Linked DNA regions of Mus musculus: region 1 is linked to region 2. The links are chromatin contacts, called in public HiChIP or PLAC-seq maps. All regions are on one chromosome and are shown on one strand. The core of a region is the stretch at or near the end of the contact, and the rest is flanking DNA. Distances in the headings are between cores, read along the strand shown. Region 1 holds the start of Utp20 (UTP20 small subunit processome component). Region 2 overlaps Utp20 (UTP20 small subunit processome component).

Region 1 (4,976 bases), core at 2,130-4,629, 74 kb after region 2:
TTTTGGATGATTCAGCCTAAGAATTTATGTAAGGAAATTTCTTACGAAAAGATGCCAGTACCCACTCCCGTATGTTTTTTTTTTTTTTTTAAATTGTGCACTCTCATCTTTAACATTTTATTGCTTGGTGCTTTTGACCTGTCCTGTAGCTTACGCTAAGACCACCTGCTGAACTCAAGTCTGTAACTGCGCCTCCGCATTCACCTGTGCTCTAGATTCACTAAGGTTTAGAGACAGGGTCTCACCATGTAGCATGGCTGGCCTCCTACTCACAGAGATCTGCTTTCTAGGTGCTGAATATGGGATTAAATGTGTGACCACCACACTCTGCTAGTCAAATGTGTTTCTGTGTTTCCCTTGGTGGCCTAGTAGTAGTTAAGATTAACTGTGCTTTCTGGAACTGTCCCTTTCTCTCAAATATCCCATGGACACTGTAATTTGCATGGGTCACAGGTACTACACATCACACTGAGCAAGTTCCAAGTGCAACCAATTATCTTCCTCGGAAGAGCTGCATGCTCTCTCTTATTAGCACTCAGTGCCTATCCTATCTCTAGAGAGTGTATATGCACACGTGAATGGCAGAGTCTTGCTCTGTAGTCCTGGCTGGCCCAGAATTTGTAATCTTCCTTCTTCATCCTCACCCGGAATCCCTTCCCAGATTGTTGAGTGGTCTCTTCAACCATCCGGCTATTGTAACCAAAAACCTTAACCTACCTTCTGTTCCTCTCCACATATTCAGTAGGTCAGTTCCCGCTCTTGAATGTAATGTCCCCGAAACGTCCCTTCTGATTTGGTTACCACTATCCTAATCATTTCTCATACAGACATCAGATCTTCTCTGCTAGTTTACATCCTGCTCTTTCCTTCACGTTAAAGACAGACAGGCTAAAAATCTTAAGCTTGATCATGTCACTTACTCCCCTGCTTACAGTTCAGGAACAGAATCCTATGGCTTTAGGATAAAATCCAAATGTCTCAGCACATAAAACTATTGAAGATCTTTCCTATGTCTCCAGCTACCCTCCTCTGCTGTTCCAGGCACCCCACTCGTGTGCACCCTAGACACATCTATAAGACTGAACAGTTTTGTAGTGCTTTAAATGGGACACACATTCCCGAGCTTCGGCTATTTTGTGCAGACTTTTCCCTTGGCCTGGAAAAGCCACTCTTGTCCTCTTGCCATGCTAAAACCTACAGCAAAACTCAATTCAGGTCCCATCTTAAAAATCATCTTCTGACATCCTTTCTGACACTCTCAGAAGGCTCCTTTCACTGAGTTCTCAAAGCCTTTTATGCTGGTCTAGATGTTATCATTCAACATGCTAACGTGGTAGAAGACAATGCTGGCAAAGACTCGGTACAGAATCTGCTCAGTAACAGATGAAGAGCTGAGGTTGAAACCCCAAGTTAAAGGTGTCAACGCTAACAAGACTGAGGTTAGGGTTAAGGCTTTTAAGAAAGGCTAGCAGAAGCACTAAGGGCTTGGTGCAGCAAAAAGGAAAACCCTTCTTCACAGAAGATGGCAGGTATGTGGTTAGAACCAGAAAAAAGTGCAGTTTAGTATCTTCGAGAGGAAGGAACTAAACACCAGGAAAGTGATTTCACTAAAATCACTTTAAAATCGGAGCTGCCAAAAAGTACAGGTCTGTAGACCCACTCGCAATGGACATGAGAAAAGAAGAGTTTCCAGTAACAAAACCCAATTGAGAATCAAGTCAAGCCAAGTCAAGTTCAACACGGCATCATCCGACTGAACAAGGCCAGGATGAACATGCACCATCTGGTATGGTACTCCTCTCGAATGATTCCAGCTAGCTGCATATAGCTATTGAGGGATTTAGGTTTAAAGTGAATGAACATATTTGCTGTGTGTGGTTTTTTAATTAGACAACACAGGTCTAAATCACTGCATGTACATTACAAATGGCTTGAAAAACAGCTTACTTACATTGGTGAGAGAAATTTAAAACTCCCTCTTACCTCGTCATAGCTTGCAGTTCTGTCGATACGGTGAATAATATCAATGTTCACATTCCCCAGTCTCTCTGCAAATGTAAGAAACTGCAGAGAAAAAGCATATTTAAGACATATTAGCATTCAATGCTTATCAGGTTTTGATATCTGCTGGAGTAAAACTACACCATAATCACATCAAATTCTGAACACAGAACGTTTTAGAGCTTCAGTGAGCAACCTCTGGACCATCACCACAAACAACAGTACCCTTAGCGTATCATTTCAGACCCGTGGTTTCTATTGGTCATAAAATATGTAACTTTTTAAAATAAGAGCAGCTATTACTTATGAAACACAAAAGGTAAATGTAAGAACTCTAAACAAAAGCAGTTACTACTTGAAGATAATAAATACTTGTACTTTTTGCATAACTTACTTCATCTGTATTTCTTTTTTCTTTTAACTTAAGTACCCTTGGAACAGGCTATGTAGCCAACGATGACCTTAAAATTTAAGTTCAGACCCTCTTGCTTCTACATCCCCAGGTCTGGGGTAACAGGCATTTAGCCATCACACCTGTTTTTGTTGTAACTGTTGTTGTTTTTAATGGGGATCCAACCTAGGGCTCCCTGAATGTTATTCAAACACTCCACCAACCGATCTACCTCCTACATTATGTTTTATCAAATACAATTTCCACACAGACTGGAACCTGGACGAACGCTTTCACACCACACCGAAAGCACAGGGATCTCGCTAAGTTGTGGGAACAGGTATATTTTTTAAAAACAGACAGACTCAGTTACAAAAGGGCTTGGAAAGGCATTATAAAGTACAACAGTAGCCAGCAGAAGTCATTCGCCACTTGCCAGCTCGCTCTACCCTCCTCTGTTCAGTCTTTAAAGTTAGAAGGGGGACTCGGTTGCAGACGATCCCCTGGGCCAATCAATTTGAGCCTGGAGTGAAGGGAGTTGCCCAGACAGGCCAGATCTCACCGCTAAAAGGCGGACTCTGGAATTCAAGTTTCCTCACTCCCCTGCGAACTAATGTTTTTTTTTTTTTTTTATACTGGCATAGTCTCCCATTTTCGCCAGAGCCCCGGGCAAGCGATTCCGGCTCTGCCCGGACTTGCAGGCCCTGGGGTTAAGGCGATCAGCTGGTCAGGCAGAGGCAGGGCGAACCGCGGCTCCGGGCCCAAACTCCCGCGCTCACCCGGTATGTGTTCTCGGTCTTGTGCGAAAGTGGCTTTGGCTTCATGGCTGCGGCGGGACAGCGGCCCGCGAGGGTCTCAGGACGACAGGAAGGGATCCGCGGGCACTGCGGAGGAGAAAGTTACTCCCACGCGGTACTCTCCAATGCTCCGGTGCCTGCTTTTCCTCACGTGTAGTTAGTGCCGCTGGGCGCCGCCATGTTGGAAAGCCAGGATGTGTGGGTCATGTGGGCGGAAGAGGCGGGCCGAGCATGCGTGCTCTTCCTGATTGTCAGTCGTGCAGTTTGCGGATGTACAGTTTTTGCTACATGAGAAGTTGGCCAACACAAAACAAACTCAGTGGTATTTTTGTGGACGTTTTGTTTTGTTTTGGACATTGTTTGTCATATTTGTCATTTGCCTGTTGGTCTTGATTTTCGTTTTTGTAGATTGGTGGTGATGGTGGGGTTTGGTTTGGTTTGGTGTTTTGTTTTTTCAAGACAGGGTTTCTCTAATCCTGGCTGTCCTGGAACTCACTGTGTAGACCAGGCCGGCCTCGAACTCAGAAATCCGCCTACCTCTACCTCCCAAGTGCTGGGATTAAAGGCTTATGCCACCACTGCCCAGCGTCCTTCCTTCCTTCCTTTCTTTCTTTCTTTCTTTCTTTCTTTCTTTCTTTCTTTCTTTCTTTTTTAAGAGAGAAGAATGTACAGTTGAATGGGTTGGGAGAATCTGAGAGGAGTTGGGAAAGGGAAAAACACGATCAAAATATATTGTATGAAAATTTTTAATAAAAAGGATAAAAGGGTTTTATTATAGAAAGAAAGCATAACCGTCACAACCTAGCATTAACTGCTGCTCGATACATACCGTGCACCATCAAAAGCTGTTTCCACCCATAATACAGTAATGCTGGTTATAAACTCAAAACGTGAAGTGTATGTTTGTTTGTTTTTTTTAAGCCCCCTTGGCATGCAAGGAAACCAAAGTTGGGCATCTTGTAAGTGACGATCTTCATTCACACGCAGACTCCGAGGTCCAGGTTTTAGTTTAGTACTAGAAAATAAAATCTGGCTCTTCACGAATGCCAGGAAGCAGCTCTACCACTAAGCTAGATCCTACAGCTCTTAATCATATATATAGAGAGAGTGTGTGTGTACAGTCGATGAGCCATGGAGTTATTTGCACAAAAATTGATGGAGGAAGGTCCAAGTGCAAAGTCCTTGAGATAAGATTTCATCCTAGCCTGGCTTGTGAGTAGTCAGAGCCCATCATGGGTAGAATACAGTGAATCAAGATATCTTTGCCTCCATTTATTACCTTTCCCATTGTAATCCATTTTAATCCATGGGAGTTCTGGGTATTTCTTCAAATCATGAAACAGTTCCCATGACTTTTGAACTGGGTTTGGTTGGCCAATCCATCATCATTTTATATTTTCTGTCCCCATGAGTTTTGTTTTGTTTTGTTTTGAGACAAAGTTTTTTTGTATAGCCTTGGCCATCCTTTCACTGTAGCCCAAGTGGGTTTCAAACTCAAAGAGCCCCCTGTCTCTGCTACTCAGTGCTGGGATCAGAAGTGTGCACCACCAATCACCACCCAGCTCCCTTCCTCATGATTCTCTGTGTTAAAGAGTAAGGTGTAAAACTGCCCCAATTATATACAAGTCAAACAATCCAAACGGAAATAACACTAGTAAGGTTCCTTATTCATAATAGACTTTGAATGTCTGAAATAATCCCGCATCCATTACCTCTCTGGTGTTTATGACAGCCCTGTGAGGTAAGCAGAAAGATATAATTGCCTTCCTATCATACAGAAAGAAATG
Region 2 (4,681 bases), core at 1,865-4,364:
TTTACCTCTCCTCGCTTATTCCCAGATTCAAGTTCCAGCAAATATAAGACTTTTGCTATGAACAGTAAATTCTTAACAACCTTGAAAGCGTGGAGAGGAGAGGTTAGAAACAAGCGTGGCTTGTTGGAGCCTAACCTAAGGTGCAGTAGACAGAGACTGTGGGCTCAGCACTGTGCACTGATGGCTGTGTGCTTCAAACTCTAAGTTCTACAGAGCGCAGCCAAATTCACCCTCATGTAACTGTCTCTACCTGGCTTAGCTCTGTCCTCAAAAATCACAGACTAGGTAAGATATTTCTCTATGGAATAACCATTTTTGTTTTACCTTGCACTAAATTCTTTGAATCCAAATATGTAGAAGTAATACTAACTGATTAGTTGCTTCCTACCCATGTTCTGATTTAACTATAGAAGATCTCTCTGAGGTATTATTACCAGGAGGAAATAAAAAACAAAACGAAGCTCAGTTCTTCTAAGTCCCTGTAAGGTACAATGTTACTGTGGTCAACCAGGACTCAACAGTCTTTAGAATTCAACGCCAGATATTTAATTCTGCTGTCCATCCCTTCCCCGACCCTGCCACATGATAAACCACGTTACCATTTACTTTTTAAAGATAAAAGTTGAGACCTGTAGCTCAGGCTGGCCTTAAACTGCCGGCAAGCCTCCCTCCTCAGCCTCTCAAGGGCTGGGGTTACAGGCAAGAGCTATTACACCGGCCACAGTTACATTTCCTCTTATAGAAGTACATAAACCACTTTAATGATGGGATAATGTATTTTTTTAAGGAAACCAATTTTTAGGTCAAACTGTAAACCACATTCTTTCTCTTTAACTTCCGGGGGAAAGGGGGGAGGGAGAAGGAAATTCATTATCAGGTTGTACTCCAACACCTAACCCATCAATGAACCCTTTTAAAAGCTTTAGTCACTAAGCAGAATTGGGAATGGTGGTGAAGCCAAGAGTTATTCCAATATGAAGCAGAGTCAACTAGACATGCATGTATAACTAGCTGCATACATAAGACATGCGTGTATAACTAGCTGCATACACACTGGAGTGGATGTTTACACTTTATGAAATACGCCAGACACTAAAGCTGGCTAAAAACGAAAGAAAGCAAATAACAATTGCAAGCCTATGCTTAGTCGGCCAGCTCTCTCATCCTAAGACAACTCCATACACTCTTACCTGCTCTCCCAGAGACTCATCTAAGAATTTGGAATGCAGCTGGTGGCATGAAGCCAGGGAGATACTCTTCATCTGTGAGAGGAAACGGACATTAGCAGACAGACAGCACATTTGCTGGGTTATTTAAAAACAAAAACAAAAATAAAAAAATCCACCAACCAACCAAAAAACCCCAGTCACGTGTAACAGCTGGGTACAGTGGCACACCTCTGAAATCCGAGCACACCAGGCACCTGAGCCAGAGGAGCCCAGTGAATTCAAGGCCAGCCTGGCAAACACAGTGAGTTCCACAACTCCTTTATGTTAGGAAAATCCTGTCTCAAAGCCAAACCAACCCCCAGCCCCAACAAAAACCCCAAACAAAGCTGCTATTAATCCCATGTGCAGCACCAGCGGGAGTATCTACCACCTAGGGGATGGGTGAGCCCCAGGCAATCCATACAGCACAGCAAACATCTCACTCTGCTTAGAGGGAAAGAAACGGCTTCAGAGAAACTGTACCTTAACAAACATATAAGCCACAACCACAAAACCCATACTAGGCATGGAGTGGTGCAACTCCCAGGACGTGGAAGGCAGGAGGTCACAGTAACTCTCAGGTCAGCTTGATTTTAGGCTAGCTAGGGCTATGCCAAGCCTATCTTTAAAAAAAAAAAAAAAAAAAAAAAAAAAAAAAAAAAAAAAAAAAGGTACCTTCTGGCCAAGGTCACTTGTTAGGAACCTGACTGCTATAGGGTCTGAGGTCTTCTTTTTGGTCTTTTTGCCTTTCCACTTTTGAATGAGCTCCTCTGGTTGGCAAGAGGCAAAGAGCAATCCGAAAATCTGGGCTGCTGTGAGCCACACCCAGCTGTGCGGGTGTCTGAGGTGAGAGTGCACGTGACCTGAAAGAGTAGAATGCATGGTCAGGCACCCCACACTTTCCTGACTCCCTGGACAGGAACATGAACGGAGGGAAGCATGCATGGAGCCTCTCTTATGGGCCTGGACGGAGGAGCTAAAGAGGAAAATGACGGTCCCTGCTTTCCAGGTCACTGAGGCCAGGGAGAAGAGGTAGAGACAATAATTATAATGCATGAAATACACATACACACACACACACACACACACACACACACACACACACACACACACACATATACACACGTGCGCGCGCGTCCCACCGTTCCCTATGAACTGGTGCCACAGGAGGCAGGTTCAGAACTCAGGGAGATCAGATGTGGTTCTCAGGCCACTTGTATAGGTCAGAAATGTAAGCGTGTACACAGATACACGCTTAGTTCTACGAGAAACTGGAGACAGAAAGGATCACTTCTTTGTGAGCGCTCCCTAAGCGTGTGCTATGGTAACCCCTCAGCCACCACAACCGAGAATGAGAGCTGCAGCTTTATCCTACAGAGGAAAGAGATGCTCCCGGGAGGCTGGGCACATGCAGAGTCAGAGCTGGGCCTCAGCCCGACCCCACCCAGAACTCATAGTGCTTCAGCAATAGGATGGCTACAAGGCCTCCCCATCACTGCTCCTGCCAGGTAAAACTGTGAGGCTAATGTGACTGTCGGTTAACTGCGGCATTCTACGTGAATATCCATTTACTGACTAATCTAAACTTATACGTTAAAGTTCAGGGTTACACTGTGCATTCAGAGACTTCTATATAGTACACAGGAATTTAATGTCCTCAAGTGAAAAGGGCATCTACTGAGCTGTACTGTCATGACATGCTGGCTGAGTACACTAGGACACTAGTGTCTCTAGGGAGCTAAGGCACCATGGAAAACATCTACTTCATAAAGAGACTGGATAGAGACACACCGTGTGTGCAGATCTCAAACAATCTTAGCCCCTCTCCCTCCCTCTACTTCTTCTTATTAACAAGGGCCCTTAGAAGGGTTCTTAAGTATAGGTCTCATCTCAGCAAAGCTGGGAGAAGACAGGAAGGAAAGGGATGAGGAAGGAAGAGCTGGTGTCTGTGTGCAGGCACGGGGAGTGTGTGAAGGAAGCCCTCACAAAGCACTTCCATGTTTGCCTTTTCAAAACTCAATGTCCTCTGTTTCAAAGATAAAATGTGTTAGTGACGAAGAAATACCCTTTCCCCCCAAAGAAACATTTGAGTGTAATAATCTGATGGGACCCTTTAGGGTTTTTTTTCCTTATGGACTTAAAAAAAATTACTTTCTGTAGTGTTCTTATTCAAATTTCAAGTACTTTCAATACTTTTATCACAACTACTATGTTGTTAGATTAAATATAACACTTACTCCAGATTTTACTCAGCGTCTCAGAGGGCTTGGTAAAGTGAATAATGCTACACTCTTTGATGAGTTTCCTCATCAGTGTGAGAAAACCGAACAGCAGGCGATCTGCAGCCTTTTCTTCTGTCTCCTCTATGATCTAAACACATGGAGAATGCATGCCAGTTAATAATGTCCTGGAAGCACCCAATGCATGTCTCTCTAGCACGCAGGTCTCTACTAGGCTTCCCAACCACAGCAAGGCACTGCCCCAGCAGCATGCCCACCTCCCAGCTGTGACAGCAAAAATGTGTTTGGATGGCGTCAGAGATACCCTGTGCGGTAAGATGCCCTAGCTGAGGGTCTCTGACCTTCCTAGATCATGGAAGATGACTTGCCTTCACCCCCACTGACTTTTTAGATAGTATCTCACTGTTTATACCAAGCTGGTGTCAAACTCCTACTTATGCTTCAGGCTCCCAAGTGCTTGGATTTAAAGGTATGCACACCACAGCAGGCTACCCCTGGGATTATAGGTGTGCATCAAGACAGCAGGTTGTTTCTTGCTTGTGTTTGTGGTGTTGGGGGCATGCTGGGTAAACACGACTGTAGAAATACTCCCTTTACCAGCTGGATTGCATTCTTGCTTTTACTAACAACAGCAACAACAAAAAATGCATGTTTAAATACATACTAACTCAACCTGAGTGCTTTGAGAAACATTTCCCAAGTTTTATTATCTAGCACATTACTTACATCTTTAAAATTTTCAGGATCAATTTCCTTTTCAATCACAGGAAGAAGAGTTCCAAGCCTTCTCTCAAAATCAACTCCTTCACTTTCCACGAATAAACCACAGGCCAGGGCAGCTAGTTGCCTGTTTAATCTCTACCAAAAACAAAACAAAACAAAAAAACCACAACAGTATTCAGGATGACAGAAAGGTAGATATTGTCAACACCAGAGACAATACAGATAAATGCCACGTGCTAGCCCTCCTATGTGGATCCTAGCTTTCAATATGTGGATTTACCTGGGAGTGGGTGTGTGGATGGCAGGAAACCAGAAAATGACCAACGAGAAGGGAAAGAAGAGGTTAAGGGAGAGGGATAGGGAGGATGCCATGTGAAAGGAAAGGGGGCTAGGGATGGAAAGGTTCAAGTCACATGGGGGCTTAGGGGGTGACCATCAACTGAACCAAAACTGGATGAAACTATACTCTTCAAAAAGAGAGAAGGAAATAAATGAAACCCTAGATGAACT

What was found. HiChIP or PLAC-seq counts read pairs in DNA pulled down with a chosen protein or histone mark.
Region 1: a contact with region 2 is called in an H3K4me3 HiChIP or PLAC-seq map of bone marrow-derived macrophages, with 2.2 times the contacts expected there. The contact joins the promoter of Utp20 here to the enhancer-like site in region 2. A contact is called at or near these places in 12 of 39 promoter capture datasets (3T3-L1-derived adipocytes, the HPC-7 cell line, HPC-7-derived erythroid cells and 6 more), 59 of 484 Hi-C or Micro-C datasets (the AML12 cell line, B cells, the C10 cell line and 21 more), 14 of 115 datasets of contacts at active chromatin or transcription factors (the 230-238 cell line, the SCID.adh cell line, bone marrow-derived macrophages and 3 more) and 4 of 9 other capture datasets (adipose tissue, embryonic stem cells, liver and 1 more).

The regions. Positions count from the first base shown.
Region 1 is chr10:88,823,435-88,828,410 of GRCm38.p6, forward strand. It overlaps Utp20 (UTP20 small subunit processome component), which reads right to left and starts at 3,380. Exons shown (of 62, transcript NM_175158.3): 1 at 3,172-3,380; 2 at 1,984-2,064. The coding sequence starts at 3,216.
Region 2 is chr10:88,749,462-88,754,142 of GRCm38.p6, forward strand. Utp20 (UTP20 small subunit processome component) reads right to left here. Exons shown (of 62, transcript NM_175158.3): 55 at 4,175-4,306; 56 at 3,446-3,578; 57 at 1,884-2,071; 58 at 1,191-1,262; 59 at 1-80. Among named protein-coding and RNA genes, the nearest start is that of Arl1, 20 kb to the left of the region's middle. Within about 2 kb of position 3,115, at least 6 of the 459 cell types and tissues checked have an H3K27ac peak or open chromatin away from gene starts, as enhancers often do. A contact at or near this core is called in bone marrow-derived macrophages, where this site is marked.